3 separate regions of the Mus musculus genome follow, and regions 1 and 3 are each linked to region 2. Evidence: chromatin contacts called from public promoter capture Hi-C data. All regions are on one chromosome and are shown on one strand. The core of a region is the stretch at or near the end of the contact, and the rest is flanking DNA. Distances in the headings are between cores, read along the strand shown. Region 1 holds the start of Tmed1 (transmembrane p24 trafficking protein 1). Region 2 holds the start of Slc44a2 (solute carrier family 44, member 2). Region 3 holds the start of Fdx2 (ferredoxin 2).

Region 1 (4,204 bases), core at 1,480-3,979, 190 kb after region 2:
GGCTAGGTCTGTCCCAAGCTGACATCCCTAAGCCCAGTCACCAGGCACTATTAACTTTCTGACCATAATTTATTGACTCCAGTGCCCAGGACAAATGCCCTCTGTTCCTTGAGGCTCATGGGCCAGCCTTCTCTGAGGCCCTGCACCCAGAGAGAAGGAAGGGGCCTCTCCCAAACCACCTACTAGCTGGCTCCCCTCTGGGCCAAGGGGCCAGGGCTCCTTCCTTTCAAATAAAAGTGACTGTCCTGGCAAGAACTCTGCAGATGTGTCTCCTTCCCAGACCCTAGTGAAGTAGGCTTACCCCAGGAGGAGAGCAGAGACATTGCAGTTGGGGTGTCTAGTTGGAGGGTGGGGGGCAGCACCACAGCTTCACCCCATCCTGATAGCTGCAAGACTGAAGCTAAGGCACGATTTCAGGAGAAAGCCAGGGCATCCAAGAGCAGTGTCCCCACACTGCTGCGCCCAGCACTTCCACCCTCCAAGGAACAGGCACAGTCGCTGAGCCCTCCCCCTTCCGAGGGGTCTGTGAGCCATTGGCACTCCCTGGTCACTGAGGAAGGGAGACACATGGGGCCACTGCTAAGGACCCAACTATGTAGTGTCTCATCTGAGTCTGGGAGGTGTCCAGCAAGTCACACACCCGCTGCCCTCATCCTCTGTGGCAGGGGCTACGTGGGTACAGGGCGCTTGTCATGGAAGAAGCGCTTGAGTGTGCAGACTTGCAGGACAGCCACCAGCAGCAACACAGCCACATTGGCAGCTGACCAGAAGTTGACCCGCTCCAGGTTGTCTTCTTGAAGATTTCGATCACGAGCCTCAAAGGCTCGGAGCAGAGTGAGCATCTGGATGCTCCGTTCCAGCCGGGTCCTCATGGTCTCTATGGATTCCTGCCAGGGCACAAAGGAACGGGTCAGGCTGCTTAAGTCAGAATGCCTACCTACCCCACCACGCACGGCTCTGGCTATCCGTTCACCTGCCTCACGTCTTCTCTAGAAACTGAGGGGTTTTCCCCTTGGTGTTTTTTTTTTTGTTTTTTGGGTGGGTGTGAGACTTTTCTTTTTAAGAGGGATTGGGGCACACGTGCATGGCAGACGACCCCAGGTAGCCAGGCTTGGTGCAGTTGCCTTTGCCTATCAAGCCACTTCACCAAACTCTGCTAGTCTGTGCAAGCCAAGGATGACCTTGAACTTGTGATCCTCAGGACCAAGAGAACCATACCCAGTGTGTGCAGTGCTGGGTGTGGGGGCTCAGCTGTGGGAGCGTCCTAGGTAAGTGCTCTGCCAACTCAATTATTCCCGGCCCTTTCTGTTGGTTTTGTGAGACGGGAGCTTGCTATGTAAATAAGGTTGGTCTTGAACTCACTGGCATCCTGCCTCAGCCTCCTCAGAACTGGGATTCTAAGCATGCACCATCATACCCAGCTCACCTTGATGTCTTCCATTTTGACATCAAGCATCTCTTCTGGCTCCACAGCCTCCGCCCAACCTTCTACCTCCTCCTCATCTTGGAAGCTGTCAAAGATGAGCTCAAAGAACACAAGCTTTTCTGAGATGGTGCTGAAGGAGTTGTCAAAGCACAGCCTGTAGTCTCCGGCCTCAGTAGGCTCCACCCTGGGCAGACAGATGAGACATAGACGTGACCCTGGAGTGACCAGCCAGCTGGTCTGTGGAACCAGTAGGATGGTAACCTGAGGCCACTGGGGAGCTGCAGGGCTGTAACTGAACCAAGGCAGGGCAGGACTTCACTCACGTGTGTACCCCATCAGCCTTTCGAGACTCACTGACCAACAGCACACCCTGAGGGCTCTCCAAGGTGAAGTCCACGTCCAGCCCAGCACCTCCGATCACCTGAAGAGCAGGTAAGAATTGGGGAACTGGCAGCTTTGTGCAAGCCTATCTGCCACAGAAAGCCTGGGTTAAACCGAACCGGGAAAGACCCATGTAAGATCACCAAGAACCTATCTTTAAGAAGAAAAAAGAACAACCACAAATCCCAGGTATTTGCTTGAGATAGAGGAGTAGCGCCTGTGGAGGGAGATTAGTCAGAGCTGCACTTCTACCATAGAGTTAGGAAACTCGGGTCGTCGTAGTTTAGCAGCAAGCGGTTTTTGTTTTGTTTTGTTTTGTTTTAACCCAGCAAGCTATTTGGATTCCCCCAAGGGCCTATCTGAAGACCAACATCCATCCACACCTACAAGGTTTCTTCCCAGTCCCTAAGATGGATACATCCACGTGAGGTCTTTTATCAACCACCCTGCCAACGCCCTTGAGTAGTCTAAGGTGGCTGTCTACCTGACCGCTAACTTAATCGTAACCTACCCAACAGCCGCCAGGAACTTCCCTAGAACCCAACCCAAAGAGCTCTGAGCAGAGCATGCCCCTTCTCTGCAAGACTATTAGCGTTCTGGCCACACCTCTGCCCCGCCCCTCCCGCCTGTTGGCCACGCCCCCAGCCCTGCTCTATTCCGAGCCCGGGACCCCCTCTCTCACCTGGTACTCGGTCTCAAGACTAGCATTGGCCGGTGCGGACTGATAGAAACACTGCTTTCTCCCGGCGGGAAGCAGAAATGTGAACTCGCCGTCCTGGATAGGCGGCGGCCCTGCCTCTCCCACTCCTACTGCTGGCAGGAGTAGCCACAGGGCCAGTGCTACGGCCGCGCCGGCCGCCATCATCCGGGTCACCCTCTACTCACGGGGCGTGGACCCTTTAAGGATTTGTCCTGCCCACCTCTTATTTCGGCAAAGCTCATTGGCTTCGGCTTCTGTTCGACCCCAAAGCCGCGGAATGCTGACTGAAGGGCCCCAGGATGGGGAGCTGCCCTGGTAATTGCCTAATCTGCTAGAAAGCATACTAACGCTACTGCGAACTTCGTGAAACCTACCCAAGTCTGATATCAACCACTGCATTTGGTGGGGGCACTGACAAATCTAAAAATGGTGAAGCACTTCTTTACAGGCAACAATTAAGATGACTAAACGGGGAGGTTTGCAGGTCCTCCCTTGGCACCGCCCGCTCTCTGCCTTCCCCAATTCAAGGTGCTTTTGCCCATTGGTCAATCAAGTGTAGGCGTAGCCCTCCGAGGACGGCGGCTTTGTTGGATTCTGATCTCAACTTGTGTGACGGGTGCGACAGGCAGATATGCCAGGTGCTAGTATTCCAATATTGGAGTTCTGGCGATGTTAGTTCAGTGAGCATGGCCTCCCCCGACTGCTTTTCCTTTACACCTTATACCATCCCTAAGGGGGTGGTGGAATGTTTGTTGGTGAGTAGAATACTGCCTCAGCCTGCGTACAATACATCTCAAACCTTTGGGTCAGCAGGTCCACGTGCATCTGTGCTGACACATGCAGTATTCCAGTACTTGAAAGGCTGAGTCGGGAGGTGGAAGGAGTTCGAGGCCATCCTCTCGAACTGGTATGGAACTACATAGTTCCAGACCAGCAAAAAAATCAAGGAATCTATTTTGGGCTTTGAATGGCTCAGAGAACACAGGCGCTTGCTGCTAAACCTAATGACCTTAGTTTAATCCCCATGTGCTACGATAGTGGAAGGTCAGAATTGACTCCTGCAATTGTCCTCTGACCTACACACACACACACACACACACAACACTGTGTGCTTAGCTCTTGTTCACTTGACAAAATAATCTGGCAAGTTGAGTGTCACTTGAGGAATTGCCTGTTGGGCATTTTCAACGTTGCTGGAAGACCCAGCCCACTGTAGATGGTACCTTTCCTAGACAGGTGGGGATGAGCTATATAAGAAAAGTAGCTTGAGCCGGGCGTGGTGGCGCACGCCTTTAATCCCAGCACGCAGGAGGCAGAGACGGGTGGATTTCTGAGTTCGAGGCCAGCCTGGTCTACAGAGTGAGTGCCAGGACATAGGACAGCCAGGGATACACAGAGAAACCCTGTCTCGGGGAAAAAAAAAAAAAAAGAAAGAGAAACCTCAAAAGAATAAAGGTAATTTACAGCAACCAACATCAGCCTAAACAGAACTCAGAACATTTCCACAATCAGGAATAAAACAAGGTGTCCACTCCCCATATCTGCTTAATATAGTACTTGAAGTACTTGAAGTCCTTTTATTTTTTTTTTTTAAACAGTTTCTCTTTGTAGCCCTGGCTATCCTGGAACTCTAGACCAGGCTGGCCTTGAACTCATGGAAATCTGCCTGCCTCTCTCTCCCAAGTACTGGAATTAAA
Region 2 (3,675 bases), core at 1,066-3,565:
TTGTAACCATCTTGTGCGTGTAATAGACTAGCCACGCAGCAATGCCTTCAACCTTGGCCTCCATTACAGTCGTAAAGTTCTCTGTAAGGAAAAAAAAAAAAAAAAAAAAAAACAAGTGGAGATGTAGGAGCATGGAGATCCTTGTGCTCACAGAGAAACAACCTGGAATGTTAAACACACGGGATGTTCCTTCACAGAAAGGGATACAAGGGCTGCAGGACTTGTTATCAGCACAGCAGGCCAGGAGAAGATGTGACCTTTGCACTACCCGTGTGACCTCTCCAAAACCACACTGGATCCTCCCCCAGGCCAACATCAAGAGCTTGGGGATGGCTCTATGTGGCTCAGGCTCTCCTGAAACCAGCTATATACATAGCCAAGGATGGCCTAGAAGTCCTGCACGCCATGCTAGGTTCTTCTATGCCTCCTTCCACGGCCCACAGAGCTCCCAACTAGACTACCAGACACCCTTGCGACTCCTCTCCTCCTCTCTTCTCTCCTCTCTTCCTTTTCTCTCCTTCTTTCTTTTTCTTAGCTGGGGATAGACCTAGCCTTACACATGCTAGGCCAAATGCTCTACCACAAAGCCACACCCGCTTCCCTTCCTCTATTTTAAGCATTTTCCATTTTAACTGTCTCTTTTAATTTTGGGGGGCGGGAGGGGAGTTTCAAGACAGGGTTTCTCTGTGTAGTCCTGGATGTCCTAGGCCTCACTCTGGAGACCAGGGTGGGCTCCAACTCAGGGATCCACTTGTCTTTACCTCCTGAGTGTGCCACCACCATCCGGCTCTTTTCCGGTTTTGTTTTTGTTTTTGTTTTTGTTTTTGTTTTTGTTTTTTTTGAGACAGGGTTTCTCTGTATAGCCCTGGCAGTCCTGGAACTCACTTTATAGACCAGGCTGGACTCAAACTCAGAAATCTGCCTGCTTGCTTCTGCCTCCAGAGTGCTGGAATTAAAGGTGTGTGCCACCATTGCCCAGCAACTTCTAAGGTTGCTTTTTTTCTTTTCTTTTCTTTTCTTTTTTTTTCTTTCTGTTTTTATCGAGACAGGGTTTCTCTGTATAGCCCTGGCTGTCTTGGAACTCATTTTGTAGACCAGGCTGGCCTCGAACTCAGAAATCTGCCTGCCTTTGCCTCCCAAGTGCTGGGATCAAAGGCGTGCCCCACCACGCCTGGCTTAGGTTAACCATTCTTTATTTTCTCAAGATTTATTTCTTTATTGTATATAATAGTGTTCTGCTTGCATATATGCCTGCATGCCAGAAGAGGGCACCAGATCTCATTATATATTGTTGTGAACCACCATGTGGCTGCTGGGAATTGAACTCAGGTCCTCTGAAAGACAGGATCTGGAAGAGAGCAGGCAGTGCTCTTAACCTCTGAGACATCGCTCCAGCCCTAATCATTGTTATTCTAGAACTTATTTTAGATCATGTCTGTCAACATTTCAAACCTTCCACTGATCAAAGAAAATTTTTGTTTATTGAGACTGGGTCTCACGTACCCCAGGCTGTCCTCAAACTCCTGTGTAGCTAAGGCTAGCCTGGAACTACTGTGCCTCCTTCTTCATCTCCCAAGTGCTGGAATGATAGGTGTTTTTCAAAACTACCTTTTAAGGTTGGACATGGTGGCATACACCTTTAAACCCCACACTCAGAGATAGAGGCATGGGTATCTCTCTTAGTCTGGTCTACATAGCAACTTTCAGGATAGCTAGGACCCCAGGGAGGCTCAGTCTCAAAATAATAATAATAATAATAATAATAATAATAATAATAATAAAGGAGATCCTGCAGCTTCTGCCTCCCCAGTGCTGGGATTGGAAGATTAAAGTCGTAAACCTCCTACCCAGAGGCCCAGGGACATGCCACTCCTTCTCTTTTATTCCTTTCTGACTTGTGTTCAAACTCTCAAAATCTTACCAATAGGATGAATGAGCACATGACAACTTTTTCTGCATCCCTAGCTCAGTCAGCGCTCAGTACCTGGACAAAGAATGACTTGCTGAGCGGTGGTTGAGCACACCTTTAATCCCAGTATTTGAGGCAGACAGATCTCTTGAGTTCCAGGCCAGCCGTGTTACAGAGTTCCGGTACATCCAGGGCTGCACAGAGAAACCCTGTCTAAAAACAAAACAAAAACAAACCCACAAAACCCAAAACAACAACAACAAAAAGAATGACTGACCAGCAGATGCAACACACTAATTGTCCACAGAGAGAGCGGACTGGAAACCAGAAGGTGGCTGCCCCCCAACGCCCCTCCCTGGGCACGCCCCTAAGGGGCGGGGCTGTCTTGGGCGTGCGCGCTGGGGGCGGTGTCAGGCGGGGCAGGGCGGGGCCAGCAGCGCGCGGTGTCTCCCGCCCGCTTGGGTTGGGGTCGCGCTGGCTTCGGACTCAGCTCTCCTCGGTTGAGGCCATGGAGGACGATCGGAAGGACGCAGTCTATGGTAGGAGTAGCCTCCGGCCTGTAGGTCGCCTGTGCTGACTTGGGAAGGAGGGGGTTTTGAGGAAGGGCAACATCTGAGAGCCTTAAAACAAAACACTCGTGGCTGCAGGCAGTACGAAGGCCCTTCTGTCCGCGTCCTCAGGCCTCTGCATCCCGCGCTGGCTCAGCCGGAGCTCTTGGCCCTAGCCCAGGTTGTCCCCCGTGTCTCTTTTCGGGGATCTTCAAGCTTACTCCCTTCCTGAGCGATGAGCCGGGACTTATGGCGCATGCTCCTCGCCTGGAGGTCCCGTTATCTGGGAGAATTAGGTGATGGGCGGGGGAGGGGATGCGAGGCGATCTTAGCTTGGGGTGTGGGCAAGAATGGGGCCCGACCTCGCCACATGTCCCGTCTCCTTAAGACCCAAGTGTCCTCCACATCTTCGCCATTTACATCCAGAATAGCGACTCCAAGCTTAGTACTAGATGGGGAAACTGAGGCAAGGCTGAAGAGTCCCGTATAACTGGAATTAGGTGCCTAATGCGACAGGGAAGGTCAGAGACGAGGCGGGCAGGCGGGGAGCAATGCAGAAACTTTCCCTGCCTGTGCTGATTGTTGCAGGTGCCTGTAATTTTAAGGGTTCCAGGAGACCCGGACCTCAGTAAGGCCTGAGGTGGCCTTAGCCACTTGGAGCTGGGGGTGGGGCCAAGATGCGGATTTCTCACCCTACCCGACTCCGGGTTCCCACGGACTGGGTGTTGAACTCTGAGCCTCCTTCCTCTTATCTATTTTAGGTTCCTTGGGCCTAAATCGGCCACAAGCCTTAAGAGGCATAGCTGAGACTCTGGCAGAGGGGCTCTATCCCTCCCCCTGATATACCACTTTGTGTGACTGGAACTTCCTGGAAACTGCTAGACTCTAGAGTCTTGGGGAGGGGGCCGGAAATGGTTCAAAAATAACTAGAAAAGCAAGTAGGCTCTCTGCCTTCCTCCTCTTTCCTGGGTCTGTGCGGTCCAGGGGGAGGAAAAAAAAAGAATAGACAGGTCCCAGAGGCTGTGACACACCCTTCCTGGCCTAAAGGAAGGTAGCAAGACCTAGCCTTTCAGGGCTCTCCCAGCTTGAAGTTGCCAGCCCCCAGACCACTAGAAGGTCTGAAGCCCCAGGCTCTTGGGTTGCTGTGCAACTATTGAGTGCTTCTGGCTGTCTCTGGTGTGGGATTCTTGGTCTGGGAGCCTGAGTATGCTTGGGTAT
Region 3 (4,260 bases), core at 1,569-4,068, 250 kb before region 2:
AAGCCATTGAAAGTGATGCTAAATCTACCATTTTATAAAGAAGAAACAAAAGGCTCAGAGAAACCGGCTTGGAGTTTACAAAGCTGGTGAGGCGCGAGAGACATGAATTGTTTGCTTCCGAACTGTTATAAATTCTGTTCTGCACAGTGCCTGCCGGACTCGGGAACAGAATCAGCCATACACACACATACATACACACACACACACACACACACACACACACACACACCGCCCCCCAACCTCTCTAGTGCTTTTTACTGGTTGGGGTTTGTTTTGAGAAAGAGACTCACTGTGTATGCTGTCCTGGAACTTGCTATGTAGACACCAGGCTGGCCTCAAAGTCACAGACAGCCTCTCCTCCCAAGTGCTGCACCACTAACCCAGCACCGACCCTTCCAACTGTCTGCCAATGACAACCTGTCTTTACTCTTGGGCTTAGAGTTCCTGTTAGGCTCAGAACGGCATGCTATGACAAAAGACTGTCACTTTGGTATACACAGTACATAGTATTCACACAAAGACTCTTGTCATTTGGGGGAGGTGGCAGGTTTTTTTCATAACTTGTCATAATTTTTGAGACAGGGACTCTTGCTAAGTTACCCAGGCTGGGTATGAATATAAACAGGGTCTTGTTATTAGTCGATGGTTGCCCTGAAATGTTCTGACTGGGTTAAGGGGTCACTGCAAGCCCAGTGACCTGAGTTCAATCCCTAGGAAAACAATATGGAAGGGGTGAACCAGCTCCCTCAGGCCATCCTCTGACCTCTACGGCGAGGCATAAGCATGCACACACACATGCACGTGCACACACACATGTACACGCACACGTGCATGCATGCACACACACACACACACACACACACACACACACACACACACACACATACACGCTAAATAAATACAATACAGAAAACACTCAAGGGTGATACTCAAGGGAGGCATGAGAGGACGAAATGCCCCATGTCTGAATCATGTTTTGCCATGTGACTCTTGCTTCTGGACCCTGCCTACCATAATATGGTGTACAGCTCCCTGCTCTGCAAGGTGGAACTACTGCCCCCTTTACTCCTAAAGCTGTCCCAAGGAATTAGCACTCAACATACACTGATCTCAGACCTGCTTACATGGAGGGCCTTGGGAGGCCAAGGTGTGAAAGAGGCTGTGGGAGAAATGTCAGAAAGCAAATGAAAGCCAGGCTCTATGAGGCCACTAAATACAGACAGACATGGGCACGGGAGGCTTAAGCTGGGTGAAAGGATGCCAGGCTGTCAAGTCTGAAGAATGAGGAGCCAAGTCATCTGCTGGGAAATCACCTCTCACATTATAAGCACAGAGGTGCTAGGACAGGACTGAGCTGTGATGCCTGAAAAACAGCAAGAGAGTGGTGAGGGACAGCACTGTGCATCTGTGATCCCGCTTCAGTTCCACCTCTCCCCAAAAGGTAGTCAGCGGCAGCACTAGAGAATGGGGGGTCAACATGGAGAATCCACAATTTCCAAGAGAGCACAGATTCTAGCAGCTCAGTAAGGGCTGCTCCAAAACCTAGTTTTATTTTAGTGTTAATTTAAAGAAAGATTTTTAAGTGTTTCCATGTGTCTCTGTGTGGGTTGTGCATGTGAGTAGGTGCCATGGAGGTGAGGTAGTGTGCCCGGCACTACTGGTACAGAAGGCTGTGAATTGCCTGGCACAGAGCTGGTGGTAGGAAGAGAACACAGGTCTTCTCACAAGCCGTCTGCAGTCTTCAGCACTGGCGACCTTTCCAGTTTCATTATTGCCATCTTACTGGCGTTAGCGCAAAGGTGGTAAAACAGTAGAGACAACCTGTATTCTCAGAACTGAGAAAGCTAAGGCAGTATGATCAGCCAGCAGGTTTAAGGGTAAGTCAGAGACTCTGTCTTAACCATTTTGGCACTAAAGAGGTGGAGGCAGGGGCATCACTATTGTGAGTTTGAGCCTAGCCTGGTTATATAGCTGATTTCAGAACAGCCTGAATAACATGGACTCCATCTCAGTTCTTCCCATCCCACCTATTTGGTGATATGGTAGGCAGCACATGCCTGTAGTCTCAGGACTCAGGAAGTGGAGGCAGTAGGTTCACTGCAATGAGTTGGAGGCTAGCCGGGATTACATACTTAAGTTCCTGGACAGCCTGATTCACAGAGTGAGATCGGACCCACCCATACACCACCTAAACAAAAGTATTGGATTGTGGTAGTGCACACCAGGTCCCAGGAGGGTCAGCAGTTCAAAGTCATCCTCTGATACATAGTAAGTTCGAGGCGAGCCTGAGCTATAGGAAACCTCTCAAAATTACAAAAAGGTATAAGAATGCCAAGGATCTCCCTAGTTTCATATGACCTACCTTCCAGGTCCACCCCGTGGCGCTGGGCCAGGTATAGAACATTGTCCCCGACTTTGCCCCTCACCGGGATCCGCTTGCCAGAGCGGTCCACGAACACCACGTTGACCCTGGGGACAAACAGGGTGCAGGTGCTGAGCCGGAGGCAGGGAGTGGCAGGGAGGGGCAGGGCGTGGCACGAGGGGCACTCACACGTCCCGGGGCAGCTCCGGGCTGTCCGCCGCCTCCTCGCCAGCACGCCGCTCGCCTGGAAACACACGAGTGGGTGAGCGGCTGCGGCCTCGCTGCACGCCGCGGCTCGGCCCAGCCCTATGTACCTGTAGTCCCGAACGTCCTAGATGTTACCGCCGCGTGCCCGGCCCTGGGTCCCCAAGATCCCCCGGCCGCCCGTAACAGGACCCGGGCGCTCACGCCCCGGGCCATGGAGGCGGCCATGATAGGCCACGTGACCGGAAGACCTAGCATGCTCTGCGCGTCCTCAGCGACAGTAAACGCAGCGTTTGGGCGCCGTGTGAGGTCAAAGGTGATGCACTGGGATCTAGCTGGACTTCCGGCCTCGCCCTGTGGTTGGATATTTCTTCCCTTAGGTCGTACTGTATGTGTTCTGCTTATATGTACGTATGTGCACCAAGTGGGTGCCTATGGAGCCCAGAAGAGTTGATGGGTAGTGTGGGGCTGGGAACTAAAACTACGTTCGGCAATTGGGACCAACCTCTGAGTTCTCTAATTTTTAGACAGGATCCCCTAGTCTGGCCTTGATCTCCGAATTCCTTTGCTGGAATTACCGGTTATGTGCAACCAGTATTTAAATTTTGTTTGAGACAGAATCTCTATAGACTGAGAAATTCTTAAGTCTCTAAGCAATTCATATAGACCAGGCTGGCCTCCAAGCCCAACTTAAATTTTTAGGGATTGTGTGTATGAGCCCATCCGTGACATGTGTGTAGGTCAGTGGTCAATCTGCGGGAGTCAGTTCTCTCCTTCCACCATTTGGGGCAGAGGGATAAAACTCAGGCTGTCTGTGTTACCAGAATTCTGAGCTAGTTTGCTGGCCCATGGTTTATATCAAGAACCAGCCAGCTCTGATTTTTTTTTTAAAACCGTTTACTTACAAACTTTAATTCAGCAAAGGTCTATGCAGGGGGTGGGGGTGGGGTGAGGGGGTGAGATACACCCACTGGAGTGGGTTTGGGTTATCATGTTTGGGGAGGGAGGCTGGTGGTGGCTCAGCTGGCTAAGGGCAGAGCCCCTAGGTCCCCCTCACATGGACAGAGAGGAGGCCTGCTCCAGTGATCCAGCCTGGGGATGGTAATGACCTGGGTTTGAAAGAACATGGTAGAGGCCCAGTGGCCTGGGTACAATGGTCACCTTTCACAGACAGCAGGGGAGACTGTTGAAGCCAGCAGAAAATACTGGTCTCTGCATCCAGGCTTTGGGCAAAAGGGGTGGTTTGCCAAGATCAAGGCTTTAGCCTTCTGTCCACAGGGCAGACACCTGGAGAAAGGATGAACCCTAGGCCAGAGCTCTTTGGTCCTGAGCGGAGCTTTTGGAGCTCCGCATCTGTGAGGCTCTGACCCAGCAGGACCTGTGGCCCAACTTTAAGGCATCAGAAGGCAAGGATACTGGGGCAGGGGCTGGAGATCTTGGGGCTTAGGGTACTGGCCAGAATAGGCAGGCAGGGGCATGAGACAGCTATACCTGCAGCAGATGACTGGGAAGAGAATAGGGTTAAGCTGTTGGAACCTGCACATGTGGAATAGAGCCTGGGCAGGCCAGACCCTGAAGGAATCAATTTGGGGCTTTTCTGGACGGATGGGGGAGTAGATGTGATAATCATCCTGGTTGTTTTAAAAAATAATAAAAATTAGAAAAGGAAATAAAAGTCAATTGTCGAAGTTTAA

What was found. Promoter capture Hi-C pulls out the DNA fragments that hold promoters and counts their contacts.
Region 1: a promoter capture Hi-C map of stem cell-derived epiblast-like cells shows a contact between it and region 2, with 5 times the contacts expected there. The contact joins the promoter of Tmed1 here to the promoter of Slc44a2 in region 2. A contact is called at or near these places in 17 of 39 promoter capture datasets (the 3T3-L1 cell line, the C10 cell line, cranial neural crest and 11 more), 5 of 484 Hi-C or Micro-C datasets (CD8 T cells, embryonic stem cells, liver and 1 more), 5 of 115 datasets of contacts at active chromatin or transcription factors (the 230-238 cell line, bone marrow-derived macrophages, embryonic stem cells and 1 more) and 4 of 9 other capture datasets (adipose tissue, liver, macrophages and 1 more).
Region 3: a promoter capture Hi-C map of liver shows a contact between it and region 2, with 4 times the contacts expected there. The contact joins the promoter of Fdx2 here to the promoter of Slc44a2 in region 2. A contact is called at or near these places in 7 of 39 promoter capture datasets (cranial neural crest, frontonasal cranial neural crest, hippocampal neurons and 3 more), 1 of 115 datasets of contacts at active chromatin or transcription factors (embryonic stem cells) and 2 of 9 other capture datasets (adipose tissue and pancreatic islet).

What each region holds. Positions count from the first base shown.
Region 1 is chr9:21,507,505-21,511,708 of GRCm38.p6, forward strand. Tmed1 (transmembrane p24 trafficking protein 1) reads right to left here and starts at 2,730. Exons shown (of 4, transcript NM_010744.4): 1 at 2,490-2,730; 2 at 1,750-1,847; 3 at 1,427-1,610; 4 at 1-887. The coding sequence starts at 2,672. The coding sequence ends at 669. It also overlaps a transcript of Dnm2 not described here.
Region 2 is chr9:21,318,404-21,322,078 of GRCm38.p6, forward strand. Slc44a2 (solute carrier family 44, member 2) reads left to right here and starts at 2,316. Exons shown (of 23, transcript NM_001359227.1): 1 at 2,316-2,448. The coding sequence starts at 2,418. Gm39302 (predicted gene, 39302) reads right to left here and starts at 2,711. Exons shown (of 2, transcript NR_166671.1): 1 at 2,187-2,711; 2 at 1-81.
Region 3 is chr9:21,070,713-21,074,972 of GRCm38.p6, forward strand. Fdx2 (ferredoxin 2) reads right to left here and starts at 2,819. Exons shown (of 5, transcript NM_001039824.3): 1 at 2,677-2,819; 2 at 2,552-2,606; 3 at 2,363-2,469. The coding sequence starts at 2,794. Raver1 (ribonucleoprotein, PTB-binding 1) reads right to left here. Exons shown (of 13, transcript NM_027911.4): 13 at 3,446-4,260. It overlaps Gm38431 (predicted gene, 38431), which reads right to left. Exons shown (of 17, transcript NR_038081.2): 14 at 2,552-2,606; 15 at 2,363-2,469.